Regions from separate parts of the Macaca mulatta genome. Here region 1 is linked to region 2. The links are chromatin contacts, called in public Hi-C maps. All regions are on one chromosome and are shown on one strand. Each heading gives the region's core, a stretch centred on a gene start, on an enhancer-like site or on the middle of the called end of the contact. The rest is flanking DNA. Distances are from core to core; before and after follow the strand shown.

Region 1 (3,275 bases), core at 744-3,243, 520 kb before region 2:
GGAAATCCCACACAAAATCTAAAATTGCCAGGAAAGGTTACAAAACCTCGCGTTTCGCATCCCAGAGGGGAGGGAGAAAGGGAGCCCAGGCGCGGGGGGTGGGGCGGGGGAGCAAGAGAGAGTTTTCTCCTAAATACGTATTTCCTCGTTTTCTCGACGCTGCAGCGGTCCCCTTATAGACGCATTTATTGCCCCTCTCTTAAAAGTCGTTTTAAAAATAACGCAGGAACCAAAGCGAGCCCCTCGGTCCGAAATGTACGTGTAATTCCTTATATAGCCTGGGCTGCGGCCGGCGGCAGGGCCGTTGCCGCCCATTATTATACAAACAGGTACCCGGGCGGCGCTGGCGGGGGCTGCTCTCCCCGCGCTCCCGCCGCCCCCGGGCGGACAAGTCTCGCCCCTCTCGCCACAGGAACTGTCCAGACAATAACAATCAGCAGACATTTCCCTGCTGCACGAGAGGGAGAGAAAGCACAGCATCGCCCCGAGATAACCAGAAATACAATCAACTTACAACTCTCCAAACTGGAAAAGGCGACTGTGCAACCACCACCACATGTTCAGGTCTCGATCCCTCGGGCTGTGTGTCTCTCTCTCTCTCTCTTTTTTTTAACTCTCACGCCAGGCAGAGGGGTGTGTGTTTCCCCTGGCACAGCAGCACAAATCAATAAACACTGCAGCTGCGGCGCGAGTAGCAGCCCCGCGCGTCCGTCGGTCCGTCCGCCCCCTCCCCCCACCCTCCTTCCACCCGAGACCCAGAGCGCCATCCAAGCCCCATTATCCGGCTTCAGCGCTCCGTGCGTCCGGCCCAGGTAACAACTTCCCCAAAAAGCGAAAGAGAAAAGCGAGAGGCGCACGCACACCGGCCCATCCCGGCGCAGAGACCGCGTCTGCCCCGGGAGGGGGATCTGTCTGTGGTGCTTCCCGGTCTCTAAGCCCAGGTAACAACTCCGCAAACACACCCGCCGCCCAGCTCGCCTCCATCCGCGCGGCTCCCGGTGGCGTTAAGTAGGTGCCTTTCCTGCCCTGTCCCCGCGCCTCCCCGCCGCGCCCCGCCAAACGTGGACCCCAATCGCGGGGCTCGTAGCGGAGTCCCCAGGCCGGGGCTCTGGGCCCGGCGGCGGGAGGCGCCGGAAAGGAGGGGCGCTTAGGCACCCGCGCCCCCGCCTCTAATCCCCGTTCCGCGAGCGCGCCCGGCCCGCGGGTCCCAACTTTACCGCCGCCGGCCAAGCCCTGTCCGCCCGCGGCGCGCACCGCCGGCGCCCGCGCACACGCGCGCACGGACCCCACGCAACCCGCGGTCGTCCCGTCCCGCCGCCGCCCGCCCGCCGCGCGCCCACAGCCCGGCCCGAGTCGCGGGGCCCGAACGACGGCGCCAGCCGGGGCCGCGGCGCGCGGAAGCCACTTTGCACGGTCAGCGCCGGGCACAAGTTTGTTCTGCGGCTCCCGGGTGCTTGGGCGCTGAGGGAGAATCCCGCCGAGGGGGCCGGGAGGAAGTGCAGAGGGAGGCGCCGAAGGGTACAAGAGTGGGGAAAAGTGCCGAAAGAAGCAACAGCCGCTCCACCCGGGACCAGAAAAGTGGCCAGCGCGTCCCGGCCGCCCGCCCTGCGCCGGGGATGCGGCGGCGCCGGCGGCGGCTAACGGTCCAGGGAGGCGGCAGGGGCGGCTGGAGCCGCTAGGCGGAGAGAGACCAGGTAAGAGACATAACGGTTCAGGGAGAGCGAGCGGCCGCGGCGCGGCTCCGGCAGCGACGGCAGCGGAGGGGGGCAGAGAGCACTACTTTCTACTTTCCCACTCCACTTTGCCGTCCCTGCCCCGGCCGCCCCCAGCCCGGCTCGCCCCTCTCACCCCCGGGGGCGCCCCGGCTGCCCGGCTCCCCCTGACTCCGCTGCTCCCCGGTCCCCTCCGCCACTCACCGTTATTGCGCCGCGGGTTCGCCTGCTTTCTGCGCTTACACCTGGGGCCATCCGCCATGATCCTCTCGCTTGTGTCTAAATGCTCGAGTCACCTCCTCCCCCTCCCTCCCCCTTCCCCCCCACCCCTCCGCCTCCACCCCTCCCCCCTCCCCACCGCACCTGGTTTACGACACTCCCGGCTTTACGACATCACCTTCCTTACACCTAGAGGCGCTCGCTCTACGGCCGGAACCTTGTTGCTAGGGACTGGGCGGTTTGCGGCAACCGTGGGCACTGGTGAATTTGAATTGAGGGGCGAGGGAAAAGTTTTCCTCAGGTGTGGTGGGGTGAGGGAGGCGGGTGTTGGGAAACCGTGGGGACGTGGTCAGAAAGGCGACGGGCTGTCGGAGTTGGAAAGGTAAAGTTGGAGGCTCGGCGGCGTCCTGCCTCCGCGCTGGCCACACCCGCCGCGGCTGCCCTGGGCAGGGAGAGATCTGGCTGATTCTCTCTGGACCCTGTGCCCTCGGAGCTGCCCCTCCGAGCGCCCAGAGGTCCCCGCCTGCCTGCTTCCTGGAGGCAGGGCTACCATCAGTCCCACGCCTCGCGTGTCAGCCCCGCGCACCCCGGGGCCAAGGAAAGGGATCGCGGTCTGGACTCCCCGGGGAGTTCCCTTGAAGAGGGGAAGGGCAGTTTCGGGGACGGCGAGGACATGCGGCGCCCGGAGAGAGGCTACCTGACCCGCGCAGCCCGGACTCCCTTCCCTTCCCTTCCAGGGACGCCCGGTTTCCCCCCAAGCGAACCAGGATGGGAAGTGACTTCAATGAGATTGAACTTCAGCTGGACTGAAAGAGAGGCTAGAAGTTCCGCTTGCCAGCAGCCTCGTTAGTAGAGCGGAATGAGTAATACCCACACGGTGCTTGTCTCACTTCCCCATCGGCACCCGGCCCTCACCTGCTGTCACCTCGGCCTCCCCCACCCGGTCCGCCCTCCCCGCCCTCCTCCTCGCGTAGATCCCTGGGATCCTAGGCGGCAGGACTCAGAGCTAAGCCTGTATCCACAGGCCATGAATTCCTTCCTAAATGAGCGGTCATCGCTGTGCAGGACCTTAAGGCAAGAAGCATCGGCTGACAGATGTGATCTCTGAACCTGACAGATTGCTGATTTTATCTTATTTTATCCTTGACTTGGTACAAGTTTGGGGATTTCTGAAAAGACCACGCAGATAACCACAAATATCAAGAAAGTTGTCTTCAGTGTTCAGTAGAATTTAGATTTAGGTTTCCTTCCTGCTTCCCACCTCCTTCGAATAAGGAAACGTCTTTGGGACCAACTTTATGGAATAAATGAGCTGTATGCCAAATAATATAGTTATAAATTAAC
Region 2 (3,327 bases), core at 411-2,910:
GACCATGTTCTGCTCCTCTCCCCCAGCCTGTAAAACCAACAGCCATCTGTGTGAACATGAGCCCCATGTTTTTATGGGCTGTCTACTGGTGGCTGCACACAAGCCAGGATGGAGGCTTACGGTCGCTGCTGTCTCAGCCTCCAAAGATGAAACTGTGTAATGCGACTCATTCTCTGAAACCAAATATTTGCAGGGACAGCCAGCAGCCACCTGGCTACCACATCTTTTGACCAGGCAGGTCATTTGTGCTGTGAAAACGCCGCCTAGGGATTTTTCTCAGCTTCCGAGGGGTCTTCAGGCAAATTTCCCCTCCACCATGCAGGGAAGCCCACACCAGCCTCTCCTGTGTCCCCCCAGTTGGGATGTGCAGATGAGATCTCAGTCGGGCCTGTGAGCAGAATGAAAGTCTGTTCCCTTCTGCAGGCACTCTGGTCTCTGTCTGAGGCCCTGGTTTCCTCCCAGGAAACTGCACTTACCTTCTGTTGCTTATTACCTAATTGATGAACTATTTGAGTCTGCATGGTGCTACTTTGAGCTTCCTTAGCTTGGCCACTAGCTGAGCATTAAGGAAGTTGTGGAGAGCAGTACCTTCACGCCCTGCACAATGATTCAGTACATTTCCAGAAGGATCTTCTCCTTGTCAGGTTCTCTCCCTCCCGCTCAGCAGCCCTTATTTTTTCTCCTCTCTCTTTCTCTGGAAATGTGGAGTTATATTGGTCTCTGAGGGGGGAAAATGATCAAAAACGTAATTATCATAAGCTGCAACCCCTGGCCAGCTGTTTGGGTTTCAGGGTGGTTCCCAGTGAGTCACTAGGGCACACCCTCTCTCTGCCCAGCTCCTCTGGGTCCCCAAGGCTTGGCCATCTGGAAAATGGGAGGATTTTTTAAGGGAGGAGGACGTTTGGGGAAGAAAACAGGCGCCTGGGAGCCTCTCTCTCTCTCTCTTTCTCTCTCTCTCTCCCTCTCTTTCCTAACCCGACAAACTTCTGAGAAACCCCATGTTCCTGGCCAAACATGGAACTGTCTAGAGGGACCTGGGCGGGCTGCAGGCCTGGGCCCCCACCCAGATAGCTGCTGTGGTGCCTCTCCTAGCAAAAGCCTTCCCTGGAAGGGTGAGCAACCAGGGCCTTCGGTACAGATGACTTTACCATCCCGGACTCCATTTTAAATAGATCGACATTTCAATACGTATTTATTCTTGTTGTATATACAAACAATAAATAAATAAAAAATAAAAAAGCCCTGCTGGTGATATGCCAGGCTGAGATATATAATGATATTTAGCAGCAACTGTGTCATTCTGTGTTGTTGACAGTAAAATAAATTAACATAATAAACATAATTTGCTCAAAAACAGCTAAGGAAAAGCAGATGGTTAGCACATTTCGGCAGGACCTGTTGGTCCAAGTTTGCACGGATGTTTAGACGTTTATGCAGCCTGCAACAGATGCTCGCCTGGGTTCCCAGGCACTCCCACGTGATAGGCACGGGAGGGCTCCACGCCTCTGGCCTGGGACAGGGCCACCTCACTGCAGAGAAATGGGGTCCCCAGGAAAGGGAGCTGCCGCTTGCATTGCAGCCCCAGGCCAGGGCTGGCTCAGGGTGAAGAGTGGCAGAGGCACTAGGCTGGCCTTCCCGCCAGGCAGAGCTGGAGCCTGCAAGCGCCTGGGCCATTAGCATTCATGGCCTGTCGCCTGCCCAGCGCCCATCCTTTGTGTGCCTGGAACAAGGGAGCTTTCTTCCGGGGAGGATGGTGCCGAGGCACTCTGGATCCTGCAGGCGAGCTTCCCAGTGGGATTGGGGGCCAGTGGGCCTTGGCCCTCCTTTCGGTTCATGCGCCTGTAGCTCTGGAAAGAGAAGAAAATGTTATTTTTGCAGAAGATGCCTCAGTGCCTGGGAAGCAGAGGAGGGCTGCAGATTTATTTCACTCCGCAGGTTGGAGGGGATAGGGCCGGCAGATCCCTGACATCAGGACCCCGGGGTCCCTGGTTCTACCAGGCAAATAGTCCATGTTAGTAGCCCCCTGGGAAGGAGCATTTTTCCTCAGGGCAGAGGTGAAGGCTGTGGCCCCCAGCGATGGGCGATGGCATTTCAACCTGTCCTTCTCAAAGCAGGGCAGAAACAGGGATTCATGAGAAAGATGACGTTAGGATTGCTGCTCAGAAACCCACCTCACTACCGCGCCGCAGGAGGGCTGAGGGCTCCCTCCCACCCAGCACTAGAATGCCAGGGCAGAGCTCTGGAAAGGGCAGCCCTTTCTGGAGTTTGGGTGTGGCTCCAAAAGCTCCTGGGAATTCCTGTGCTGCATGAGCAGTGCTGCAGACAAAGCCCCCATGGTCCGTACTTGAGAGTTCTGATATAGGCCAGACATGGTTTCCAGCAGAAAGGAGCTTACCATCATTATTATTATTTTTAGAGATGAAGTCTCACTCTGTCACCCAGGCTGGAGTGTAGTGGTGCCATCATAGCTTGCTGCAGGCTTCCACATCTGGGCTCGAGCAGTCCTCCCCACCTCAGCCTCCCAAATAGCGGGGACTACAGCTACATGCCACCATACCTGGCTAATTTTTTAAAAAAATTATTTTAGAGATGAGGGTCACACTGTGTTGCCCAGGCTGGTCTTGAGCTCCTGGCTTCAAGAGATCCTCCCACCTCAGCCTCCTGAGTCTCTGGGATTACCGGTGCGCACCACCATGCCCCACCTACTAGAAAAGAGTTTAGAGTAGGAGACCCTGCTGGATATAAACTAGCTGGAAAGACAGATGCCCTGCTATAGGACAGGTTAAGCATCTGTAGCTCCACCACAGAGCTGTTAGCATGGCGCAGTTACCCAGTCTGAGTCTGGGATCCTGGTATAGGTGTGCTTAGCACCATGCCTGGTATGTGCCACATGCTCACTAAATGGCAGCGGTTGTTAATTCTGACTGCAGTGTCCAAGACAGTTTCATGGGAAGAACAGCTTCCCCGTGGGTCCTGAGGATAATTAGGACTTTGTCCAAGTGTCTAATACGCCCCTCAAGTATGGCCAAGACTTGAGGATCTGGCCCCAATTCATTTTTATGGAGTCGTCCCACCTCTGGAAATAGCCCTACGATCTATCCTGATGTTCAGCCAAAAATTGGAGGCCATTTTTTCATTCTTTCTTTTACCCCACACCAGATCTCATCAGCAAGCCCTGTCAACTCTACACCCAAAAAGCACGCTGCATCCCCCGACTCACCGTCTTCCCCTTGCTCTACCACGGTGTGGTTCAAGCCACCTTACTCTCTCCAGCTCCTGAGCAGCTGCTGATGCATTTGCTCCACCTGAAGCCCTATAATCAGAGCA

The links. A called contact is a pair of places that touch in the nucleus more often than the background predicts.
Region 1: a Hi-C map of fetal cortex germinal zone shows a contact between it and region 2, with 3 times the contacts expected there. The contact joins the promoter of ZEB1 here to the enhancer-like site in region 2. A contact is called at or near these places in 4 of 14 Hi-C or Micro-C datasets (blood, fetal cortex germinal zone, fibroblasts and 1 more).

The regions. Positions count from the first base shown.
Region 1 is chr9:32,703,302-32,706,576 of T2T-MMU8v2.0, reverse strand. It overlaps ZEB1 (zinc finger E-box binding homeobox 1), which reads right to left and starts at 1,993. Exons shown (of 12, transcript XM_077946171.1): 1 at 1,917-1,993.
Region 2 is chr9:32,180,979-32,184,305 of T2T-MMU8v2.0, reverse strand. No RefSeq gene overlaps it. Among named protein-coding and RNA genes, the nearest start is that of ZNF438, 240 kb to the left of the region's middle. Within about 2 kb of position 1,660, at least 12 of the 40 cell types and tissues checked have an H3K27ac peak or open chromatin away from gene starts, as enhancers often do. A contact at or near this core is called in fetal cortex germinal zone, where this site is marked.